2 separate regions of the Mus musculus genome follow, and region 2 is linked to region 1. The links are chromatin contacts, called in public HiChIP or PLAC-seq maps. All regions are on one chromosome and are shown on one strand. The core of a region is the stretch at or near the end of the contact, and the rest is flanking DNA. Distances in the headings are between cores, read along the strand shown.

What was found. HiChIP or PLAC-seq counts read pairs in DNA pulled down with a chosen protein or histone mark.
Region 2: a FOXA1 HiChIP or PLAC-seq map of pancreatic cancer cells shows a contact between it and region 1. The contact joins two enhancer-like sites. A contact is called at or near these places in 1 of 15 datasets of contacts at CTCF or cohesin (the NIH/3T3 cell line), 7 of 484 Hi-C or Micro-C datasets (the N1E-115 cell line, embryonic stem cells, epidermal suprabasal cells and 2 more) and 3 of 115 datasets of contacts at active chromatin or transcription factors (embryonic stem cells, microglia and pancreatic cancer cells).

Annotation. Positions count from the first base shown.
Region 1 is chr10:111,541,815-111,547,686 of GRCm38.p6, forward strand. No RefSeq gene overlaps it. Among named protein-coding and RNA genes, the nearest start is that of Gm30193, 29 kb to the right of the region's middle. Within about 2 kb of position 3,032, at least 144 of the 459 cell types and tissues checked have an H3K27ac peak or open chromatin away from gene starts, as enhancers often do. A contact at or near this core is called in the NIH/3T3 cell line and pancreatic cancer cells, where this site is marked.
Region 2 is chr10:111,616,754-111,622,625 of GRCm38.p6, forward strand. No RefSeq gene overlaps it. Among named protein-coding and RNA genes, the nearest start is that of Gm40763, 17 kb to the right of the region's middle. Within about 2 kb of position 3,293, at least 68 of the 459 cell types and tissues checked have an H3K27ac peak or open chromatin away from gene starts, as enhancers often do. A contact at or near this core is called in the NIH/3T3 cell line and pancreatic cancer cells, where this site is marked.

The DNA of each region.
Region 1 (5,872 bases), core at 1,782-4,281:
CCATGCCCAGTTTATGCAGTGTTGAGGATGGAGCTCAGGGCTTTGTGCTTATTAGAGAAACACTGTAGTGTAGAGGGATTTTAACCCAGCTACATGGCTACTCTGGCTGGAATACAGACATACCCTTACAGCATACCTGGAATACAGACACACCCTTACAGCATGGCTGGAATACAGACATACCCTTACAGCATACCTGGAATACAGACACACCCTCACAGCATGGCTGGAATACAGACATACCCTTACAGCATACCTGGAATACAGCACACACCTTTAATCCCAAACAATGAAGGTAAAGTTGTTTGTAGAAGGAAGCACCCATGTTTGAAAGTGATTTGTCTAATTGAGTGGCAGACAAAGTGACGAATCAGAGAAAGATTTGACAGATAGGCTATGCCCAACTCTCACAAAAACAGTGAAGAGAGGTGACTTAAGAGAAAGCAGGACAGAGAAAGGGAGGAGAGTTTTACCTGGAAAGTTCTACAGAGATAGGTTGAAGAGAGAACAGCTAATCACAGGTGAAGACAGAATGAGCCAGAGAGTGAGAAGGAGTCAAAAGATTAGAATAGATTGCCAAAGTTAGTATGAGCAATTAAGTTAGAAGCTAAGAGAATTTGAATCAGTCAGTTTGGAGAGGAGTTTGAGCCAGAACAGAGGAGTTGGTCAGCTAGCCAGAGTTCAGAAAAAACAAAAAACAACAACAACAAAAAACCTTGAAAGTGTGAGCTTATTTGGCAGTAAGTCTCAGAGGCTGAAAACATTCTAGACCTAGTATTTGATGTCCATATTAAGTTTTTTTGTTAATTTTTTTTTGGGGGGGGGGGTTCGAGACAGGGTTTCTCTGTGTAGCTCTGGCTGTCCTGGAACTCACTTTGTAGACCAGGTTGGCCTCGAACTCAGAAATCTACCTGCCTCTGCCTCCTGAGTGCTGGGATTAAACGCGTGCGCCACCACCACCCGGCCTGGATTCTTTTCTGCATTACAGTCATGGGTCTTGGGTCTGCCTGAGTCGAGTCTCTGAGAAGTTAGGAGCCCCTGAGGCTCCCTGGTTGCTGCAACTCTGTACCATGACAGGAGCCTGAGGAACTTCCATTACCAGTGATAAATGCTGAAGGCGAAGAAGCAATAGACGCTGCCTGCCTGACTGGAACAAACTGTCTCCTCTTTGTCACTTAAGCAAGCCAACTGCTGTTGGGGGGAGCAAGGAGAAGGAATGTGGAAGTATTTAGTGGGCAGTTCGGATGGGAGAGAGGGATGCATCGAGGATCAATCCCAGGCTTCCTTTTTGAGAAATGGTCAGAGCATCATCCACTATACAGTGCCTCTGCACCAAGCACAGAAGGCCGTGAACCGAGCTGCAGGTTTCATGAACACCCCCGACTCCCACTTCTGTAATTATGAGGAGTATTTTTTCCTAGTGAAGTGTGCTGCTTTGAGGGACCGTGTCTTCTTTTCATAATGAGTCTAGCAAGCTGAGCTACCATCTGTAGACCCAGATGAGGAGAGAGATTACATTAAAAACCTACCTTGGCCCGAGGAAGTACTTTTCAGACACGTAGCTAACCATTTTCTAAGCTGAAGTGTGAGCAGAGAAGTTGCACACTCTCACCTCCACACACTGAGCTCAAATAGATTCAAATGCAGGCATCGAGAAGCACACAGTTAGATGGCAATTTAAAGCTCTGCCTTGTGGCCTTCACTGCCCTTTTACTCTTGGCTCTGTCTATGTTCTTTGAGAGAACTGTATTTTGCTTTCCTATTAGCATCGGGGAAGGACCCCATTCTGCTTTTATTTCAAACTTCAACCACCCCTACACGTGTTCGATTCCTCTTGAGATGCCATTGATGCGCCAGCCTGGTACTGGAAGCTCACTGCCTTTCCCGAGGCAAGGCTCTGGGATTCCATCTTTTGAATCTCTGAATCACAGATGCCTTCCCACTTGCACACTGGCGGGAGCTCAGTGGACTTCCTCTAAGCAAGCCAAGCAAATTCTCTAAATGCCAGATGTAAGATGGGAATTCAAAGGTCATGGTTCTCCTCTGTGCTGCCCCCATTCCCACCCCGGCTAGGAGTGTGAGAAGTTCACATGACTGCACAAGACACCACTGGGCACTGCTAACTGCCATCCGTGCCAACGCATAGGCTCTGCTCTCTGTATCATAGAATGACTGTCTGTATTTGCTGAGCTTGTCTCTCCTGACCCGAGTCTCCAGCTCTCCCAGCCAATGCATTTGCATCATTTCTGTGTGTGCCTTGTTTGACCTGCCTCTTCTCCAGCACTGTGAGCCGGTCTGTGGGTGGTTCCCCCTCCCAGCCCCCACTGCCATGAAGAATGACAAGGGCAAAGGTCAGAAACTCCTATGATTCATTTCCTCTTTGCTGCACGCAGTGGATAGCTTTCTGGATGAGTCACTCGGATGCCAAGTATGGGACTGGGGTGGGGGCTCCTTTACATGAACCCCAAGGCGCTGCTATGCCCCCTCTCCGTTAGAAGAACAGAGTTCTTAAGAGCCCTTACAATTTTTGTATTTTCCTCCTGTGGTGTTATAAGCCCATCTGTGCCCTCTTTCTTTGTCCTGTTTGCTTGGATAACATTATCATCTTTTGTGGTCTCCTTGAATTCTGACTCCAGAATTGGCAGACACTTAAAATAGACCTCAAATGTGCTCTTATATTAATACATTTTCCAGGGGCTAGAGGAATAGCTCAGTGGGTTAAGTGCATGTTGCATAAGTATGATGGCTTGGGTTCAAATCCCCAGAACCTACATGAAAAAGCCAGATGTGGTTTGGGTGATGGTGGAGATGCACGCCTTTGATCCCAGCTCTCGGGAGGCAGAGAGCTGGATCTCCGAGTTCAAGGCCAGCCTGATCTCCAACGTGAGTTCCAGGACAGCCAGGACTATACAGAGAAACCCTGTCTCTAAAAACAAAAACAAACAAACAAAAGGCTAGATGTGCTGCCTGGCTGATACTTGTAATCTCAGTGCCAAGAGATAGAGAAAGAGAGATTCCCTGGGGTTGCTGGCCAACCAGCCTACTCTAATCTGTAAACTACAGGCCAATGAAAAACTTGGTCTCATAAAACAGGATGGGGCTGGAGAGACAGCTGAGTGGTTCTGAGTAAGTACTTCTCTTGCAGATGATGTAAGTTCAGTTCCGAGCACTGACCTGGGATGGCTCATAATTGACTGTAACTTCAGTTAGAGATTATCTGACACCCTAGCCTGGTCTCTCTAGGTACCTACCTACATATGAACATACCCACACAGAGATACACGCCCACATAACTAAAAATCACCGGGCATTGGTGGTGTATGCTTTTAATCCCAGCAATTGGGATAGGGGACAGAGGCAGAGGCAGATGGATCTCTGAATCCAAGGCTAGCATGGCCTATAGATCAAGTTCCAGGACAGTCAGGATTATACAGAGAAGCCTGTCTCAAAAACAAAAAACAAAACAAAACATAAAAAAAATAAAATAAATGCTAGAAAACAGCAACAATATGGTGGAATGCGTGTGAGGAATGACTCATGAAGATGACTTGGCTTTGACACATGTGCACATATGGAGACACATGAACATGAACACATATACATATACACACACAAAATAAAAATATGCTCTCATGTCATTTAGACTAAACTATTCAGAGAAGTGTAGTCATGGATCCTCAAGAAAAAAAAAATCCGCCTTCCAGAAGGACAGCATATGGCGACAGCAGACATCAGCTAAGGAAGATGACAATTGTACTTCACACTGAGGTCCCTATCAAGGTGTTGTTTCCTCAATGAAGGGAGGTCACTGTTTTGTTTTTGCCTTTATATACAAACAGAAAACTAAGTGCACAGTATAAGAAATAATTATCAACCAAACACCCTCCATCAAGAAATGAAACAGGTCCAGCCCAGAAGCCCCTCCTTTGTTTGCCTTCCAGACAACGCCCTTGCCACTCCTTGGGGTACCCCTATCTGTGGTAGCCACTCCCTTGCTTTTGTGATTATGTCTGTGTGCTGGTTAATTACTTTCAGGGCAGTATCACCTTTATCTTCTGCACATGGCACCGTGTAATTCATTTGTGTTAAGTAATGACCACAGGGGACACGGGGCTAGCTCTGTGTGTGTGTAGTAGTCTTTCTTCTTCTCAGAATTGCACAGAACTGCTAACCCATGTCTCCAGTCGTGAACTAAGAGCACTTCTGCTAAAACATACATTTAGAATGATAACACTGTGGAGGTGAAGTAAGCAAGACACTTGCAGTGGTCCAAGCATGCCAATGCAGTGGTCCAAACCTGACACTGCAGTGGTCCAAGCCTGACACTGCAGTGGTCCAAGCCTGACACTGCAGTGGTCCAAGCATGCCAATGCAGTGGTCCAAGCCTGACACTGCAGTGGTCCAAGCATGACACTGAAGTGGTCCAAACCTGACACTGCAGTGGTCCAAGCCTGACACTGCAGTGGTCCAAGCCTGACACTGCAGTGGCCCAAGCATGACAATGCAGTGGTCCAAACATGACACTGCAGTGGTCCAAGCATGACAATGCAGTGGTCCAAGCCTGACACTGCAGTGGTCCAAGCATGGCACTGCAGTGGCCCAAGCCTGACGCTGCAGTGGTCCAAGCATGACACTGCATGACACTTACAGTGGTCCTCCTACGTGCTGCAGTTTCTAGGCTGCAAGTAGAGTTACATAGCTCCCGCAGGGAAGACTGAGCCCCTCCTTATTCTAGGCTCTTTTCTCTAACTTTAGTGGGAAACAGCCCAGCAATGTCAAAATCTACAGAACCCACTCGTGACAGGAGCCTTTTTCTAGTTCCAGGGTTCCCCTCCCCACCCTCAACTTCTCACTTGCTATTTCTGTGTAGTTTTTGGGGGGGGGGCTTTTAGATCTTCCTTGATCTGGAATATTCTCTGCTGAACTAGGGAAAGAGGGTAAGTGGGATGGGACATAAAGTCTTATTCTTAGCTTCTTTTACTTCCACAGTTTCCTTTATTTTTTTGTCACCGGCTAACACAGCTTCGCTCAGGGGCAGACAGCTAACAGTATTTTATAGATACCAACGATACTCGGGATGGTGGCTTACTGTTCCTACTGTGTAAGAAAGGCCACTGTCACTAGAAAGCTTCAGAAACTATCAAAGGCTCACCACACTAGACACCAGGAATTCAAAGGTTGAGCTCAAAAGCTAAGTTCTTTGTTTGTTTGTATGTTTTCAGGTTTTGTTTTTTTGTTTGTTTGTTTGTTTGTTTGTTTTTGTTTTTTGTTTGAGACAAGGTTTCTTTATGTAGCCCTGACTGTCCTGGAAACTTATTCTGTAGACCAGACTGGCCTGGAACTCAGGGATCTGCCTACTTTTGGCTCCCAAGTCCTGGGATTAAAGGTGTGCATGCCCTGCCCCCCCCTCCCCCCCAGCTAAGTTCTTCTTAGGCAAGTCCCCTCTGTGTTTATTTGGCTGAGGACCCTGGACTTGCTTCATAGCCACCGTATTAATTCTCTCTCTCTGTCTCTCTCCCTCTCCCTCTCTTTTCTCTCTCTCCCTTCTTTCCTTCCTTCCTTCCTTCCTTCCTTCCTTCCTTCCTTCCTTCCTTCCTTCCTTCCTTCCTTCCTTTCTTTCTTTCTTTCTTTCTTTCTTTCTTTCTTTCTTTCTTTCTTTCTTTCTTTCTTCCTTTCTGAGTTCTTACTGCTGTTAGATAGGAAATATGCTCTCGTGTTTGTTGGTAGAAATGGGCCCTAGGACCCACATATTTTTGTACTTAAAACACTGGCTTTGACTTGGGAATCTTTAGGGTAAAGGGCCTCAGGGTATGGCCGTTCCCTTTCCCTCCTCTTCTACAGGGGGGTAGGAGGTGGACCATCAGTCTTTGAA
Region 2 (5,872 bases), core at 2,043-4,542, 75 kb after region 1:
TAGCATTTGAGTTATATGTTCATTGTGTTCATTTTTTTTGTTTGTTTTTTGAGACTGGTTTTCTTTGTGTAGCCCTGGCTATCCTAGAATTCCGTTTGTAGTCCAGGCTGGCCTCAGACTTACAGAGATACGCCTGCATCTGTCTCTGAGTGTTGAGATTAAAGTCGTGTGTCACCACTGTCCTGTATTCCTTTTAAAGGGACTAGAGTCTGGAGATTTCACTCCTTTTGTATTTTTTTTTTTGGTCTTGTTCACTGGTGCTCTGACAGAACTCAGTCTCTTGCACACACCAGACAAGCATTGTACATAGACCTATGTTCATGGCCCCTTTAATTTCTTCACATCATTTGACTGGACCTTCAAGGCTTCTGTAATTATTTGAGAAAGGGGTTTCTGCTTCCCTCTTGCTCCCTCTCCCCCACCTCTGGTCTTGGAGACAGGGTCTCCCTGTAGCTCATGCTCTCCTTGATTTTGAATGGTAGCTGAGGATGGCCTTAGACTTTTGATCTTCCTGCCTCCACCTCCTGAGTAACAGGGACGCGGGACATGTGCCACCGCTTAGGGTTTTAGGCAACTGTCAAACTTTGTGCATGCTAGGCAAACATGGCATTGGCTGAGCCACATCCCCAGCTCGGCTGCTGCGATCTCTAGTGAGGTAGATGACTGTTGAAATTCCGAGGTTAGGGTTAACCAAAGCTGTTGGTTTCCTAATTTGTTGACAAGTATGAGGTTAAATGACAAAGTTTTGTTATTTTGCTTTCTCAGTCAGTGCAATGTGTTTCCCTACAGAGGCCGAAGACAGAAGATCTGGGTTGATCAGAGCCCTTGTCACCTCCAAGAGCTGATGGTTGGCTCCGCAGAGGACAGACAGAGAACACAGGCTGGAATTTGGGCACTCTAGTGGGATTAAGTCAATGCAAGGAGCTCCCTCAGCTCTTCCTGAAAGGGAAGGCTTTAAGTTGGAGTATGGGCTTTGAGGTTCTCACCCCCGCACTTCAGGGGACTAGCTAGCCTGTGACAGTAAACTTTTTCAACTCATTGCTCCAGTTTGTTTTGCAAAAGAGGCTGTTGTAAGTCTCACTAGAATTCCCAATTCATAAATAAGAAAGGAATCAGATCTGGAAGTAGGGAAGTCAGGGAAGTAGAAAACAAGCAGATCTCCTGGTAAGAAAGGATATAGATACAATCGAAGTATAGTAGAGGCTGGGAGTCTAGTAAGCTATTGAGGATGGCCGATAATACCCTGTATGATGAGACCCTGAGGGAGAAGGATCAGGGGACCCCAACTCTCCCTTAGGACATGAGGCTAGACTGTAAGCATTATTAAATACTGTATGAATGTTAACATCATAGAGATTTTTAGTGTATGAACCCTTTAGAGTTTAGGTTTCCTCCAAATACACTAAGCTTCTAAAAGCCAGGTCAAGCCCTTTGATTGACAGCTGTCAGACCCTTCACTCACACCCAGCTGCTTTACGAAGCTTTCTACGCAGCAAGTCCTTTCTTTGGCAGTAGCATTATCACAGTGATGGCCTGGCTGCTTTGCCCATGGTATATACAGTCTTTCCCGGAAGACTTGACTGGGGAGAACCAAGAAGCCATTTTGGTGTGTCAAGAGGGCCTTGCTTCAGTCAGAACGTGCCTCAGACACCACCCTTAGGAAATGCTGCTTTGCCCCAAAGAAGCTTCTATAAACACCAGTTGACCTTATCTGACCCGTAGTAGCTCCTATAGTAGCTAGTCTCATTCAGAAAAGGGGGAGGGGGCGCCTCCTGAGTAACACAATATGTGATTGGTCCGTATGCAAATGTGTGACACTTGGGATTGGTTAAACTAGAGACTTCGTAAATATGCCACATCCCTCTTCTGATTATAAACGCTGGTTGCTTTTCACTGTTTTGGTGTGAACTCACATGGTGTCTCTCCAGTATTCTACCTGCTACCTTGTGCTCCTACACCAGACCCCAGTAAAGGCTTCTCCTAAGTTGTCTTTTCTTTTTCTGCTCCAGACACACCCAGAAACGGTGCAGAAGCATCAGAAGCGATCCAGAGATCCGCCAGAGGCAGCAACTTAAGCCCCCCTCCCCCCCAAGAGGGCCCTGGAACATCTAAGAGTTCAGAACGATGGGTCTGAAAATGAGAATTCCTGTAATGAAGCTGTATCTGTAGAGACTAGTCAATTGTTTAGAATGACAGTACCTTGGAGAGGTTGGAGTGTTGCAGGTCCAGAGGCTAATTACCTTATTTGGAGCTGGTTCCAGGCTTCCTAAATGGCCATTTCTTGCTCACCCCTGTGTCAGAACTAATGTCGTGTGACTAATGGACAAAACCCTTTTGGAATCTCTTAACATAGCAAGCCGATAGTTTCTACCAACCCAACAGCTAAGGATGTTATCAGATAGCGTCTTGGACCCATAGACATGCTTGCTTCCCCTTGCTTGTTGCATCTCTCTCTGATGTACCCACCGGTGTGTTTTAAACTTGCCTTGATTTATGACGTTCTTTGTTCTGTAAAACTCTAAAACTTCATGATGGAACCTGGGATTTGGGGTAACCTAAATCTTTGTTCTTGGGCCATGGTCACTCAAAATGGCTCCAGAATGAACTATCTTACTCCCTTTAAGGTGAGAGAGATCGTCGTTCGCATCAACGGTTCTAACACCTGAAATTTGCAAGCTGCAGTCCTATTTGTCATAAGCCTCTCATCTGAACAGGGGGAACTAGGTCTCTGGGTTTTAAAACACGAAGCAATAAGTCTCTGATTCTCAGGGCCCAGAGTCATAAGCCTCTGCCTTTGAAACCCAAAGCATGCTTTGGTCAGAGCACCTAGAGAGCTACAGGTCTTTGGTTTTTAAACCGTGTAGCCATCGGCCTCAATTCTCAGGGCTGAGAGCGATTAGTCACTGGGTTTAAAAGTCAAGTCCATAGCTTCTGGTATTCAAGAACTGCCAACCCTGGAAAAGCAATCCCTTGCCTATTCGTGATTTCCATACAAATAGAGCAAGAGGGCCCTTAGCCAGCTCTTGGGAAGAGATGGCCTGGAAGAGGTCTATGAGCTACAAGGATACCTAGGAGAGGACCCCGGTGAGTGAGAACAGGCGTGTGCTTGCCACGCCTGGGGTAAGAAGGAAGCTCGTTGCACTGAGTCATCACGACTGGTGTGTGTGTGTGGGGGGGGGGGCGGGGGAGGGGGTGTGCAGAAGAGAAAAGAATGACGAAGTTGTGGGGTGGATCAGGAAGGCTCTTGTAGATTCTTGTAAGGAATTCTACTTCAGCTCTGAGTAAGAAAGCAAGCCATTTGTGGCTTTTGATCAGGAGAGTGACATAATCTGGCTTTTGAAAGGACCAGTCTGATGACTAAGTTGGAGAATAGCTTTGGTGACGCATGCGTGGAAGAAGGGTATCCACTTGGGAGTCAAGTGCAAGAAGAAGGCCAGGGGTGACAAAGTCTTGTACCAGGGTGGTGATGGTTACCAGGGTAGCCATGGTTACCAGGGTGATCCTGGTAGGAAAGGGGGAAACCTGGAAGTCTGCTTCCAGACTAAGGTTTCTGGTGTGAGAGAGAGGAGGAAGAGATGACAGTCACCATGAGGTCTGAGACAGCCTCTCACTGAGATGGAGAAGTTCTCTGAGGGACAGACTTGTGTTGATGTTAGAGAGTCTGACATGATGACGGGGACCCTAAGAGGGGATTGTTTGATCTCAAGGAAACCAGGGACAAATGGCTACTGAGGTGTCTATTGAACACATCAAAGCAGACTCTGGCTGACAGTCTTTCCCTGCTCACAAGTACCTGTTACAAAATCATCCTGGCTGGCATACCCTGTCATCTTCCCTTCCCTCCCCTTCCCTTCCCTTCCCTCCCCTTCCCTTCCCTTCCCTCCCCTTCCCTTCCCTCCCCTCCCCTTCCCTCCCCTCCCCTTCCCTTCCCTCCCCTTCCCTTCCCTCCCCTTCCCTTCCCTTCCCTCCCCTTCCCTTCCCTTCCCTTCCCTTCCCTCCCCTCCCCTCCCCTCACCCCTCCCCTCTCCCTCCCCTCTCCCTCCCCTCCCCTCCCTGTTTTAGTTTGGACTTATATGTGCTCTCCCTCATATGTACAATAAAACCTTTCCCCTCAATCACACCCAGGAGCAGCCATGTCCTCCTTTTTCATTCATTGCTGACAAAGCAGTTAGATACAGTAGTGAGGACTTCAGGGCAGATGCTGGGGCTGACAAGCTTGATTCTAGAGCTTTAAGGACAAGAGGCAGAGAGCAGCGGAACAGAGCACTTTGCAATAGCGAGGTATTGTAGAATAAAGTCCTCAGGCAAAGCAGCCACCATCTTGATTGTATCACTCGAACTGACTGATAAGAAAGAGAGTCTAGAGAAGTGGTTCCCAACCTGTGGCTCGAGACCCACTTGAGTCAGCATATCAGATATTTACAGTATGAGTCACAACATTTGCAAAATTACTGTTATAAAGTAGAAACGAAAATAGTGTGTGTGTGTGTGTGTGCGTGCTTGTGTGTGTGTCTCCACAACACAAGGAACTGAATTAAAGGGTCGAAGCATTAGGAAGGTTGAAGACCACTGATGGTGAGCTAGCCTGCTGACTGTGGATGCTCCTCCAGAGAAGGTGGTGGAGAGGATCTGTCTCCCACCTGAGATTCTATCCGTTTCCACTTGCCACTCCAAGTCATCTGCAAGCAATTCTGTTCTAATTTCATGTGACCTCAGGGTCAAGGGAGCTGGAGGCTATATAGATTGGGCAAGATTAACTGAGGGGGTGGGGGCTCTGTTTCTGTGGATGTGAGAAGTCATTTTCCTGGCTGGGTGAAGGATGTCCTGTCTTGATTTGGAGGTCCTCTGTGCTTCTGTAAGTATCCGCCGCACACATGCACTGAAGGTTGTCAGCCTAATAAACTCATTGGTTCCTCGGGGCTAACTTAATGGAATTATACTCTTGGCTGTTGCTTGGTCCTTGAAAGAAGAGGGTAGACACTGTTTAAGTCTCTTTAGGGATGGAATTCTGACGACACAAGGAAACAGAAGACTGGTATAAATGTAAAAGTCTCTGTAGCTTGAAACTTTGATCTGGAGTTGGGGAGCGAAATGAACAGTAGGTAAAGGAAAAAAGTCAGTGACTAAAGAGAGCCAGCTGATGCAGGAGATACGATCAGGCCCATATCTGGGGAACAGGTGACCAGTGAGTGACACAGCCCATTCAGGCTTAGATCAAACACTTTTGATTTTTATCCAAAATGTATACCTGCTTTTTTTTTTTTTTTCCTTTCTTTTTTTGGCAGCCATGCAATGCTTAGGTAAAGTATTTCACAGCTCTGATTGGTCAGCTCCAACTCTATCCATTGCAAGCTGCTCCACCCTCAGGCTTTTAGGTTTTGAGATAAGGCCTTGTTTCAAAGCTCTGGATAGCCTGGAACTCAGTGTACATCTAAGCTGGCCTTGGGCTCTGAGCAAAGCTTTTAGTCTCAGTCTCCAGAGTTCTGTGATTGCAGGTGTGAACTACACATGACACACACCGTGTTGCAAAGTATTTTCTTTTCCCTCGCTCTCTCTTCTACCTCTCTCTCCCCCTCCCCCTCCTCTTCTGTTGTCTGTTTTTCAAGTCAAAGTTTCTTGCTCTTTATGGGCTGGCCTGGAGCTCAGAAATCTGCTTGCCTCTGCCTCTGCCTCTCTGCCTCTCTGCCTCTCTGCCTCTCTGCCTCTCTGCCTCTCTGCCTCTCTGCCTCTCTGCCTCTGCCGGGACTAAAGGGTCACACTACCTTGCCTGGCTTGTTGCAAACAACTTCAAAGTGGAAACTTCTAGTTTCTCTGGAAAGTTAGTTATGTCACATGTTGGTTTGCTGGCGCACACAGGTGAAAGGATGTCTTG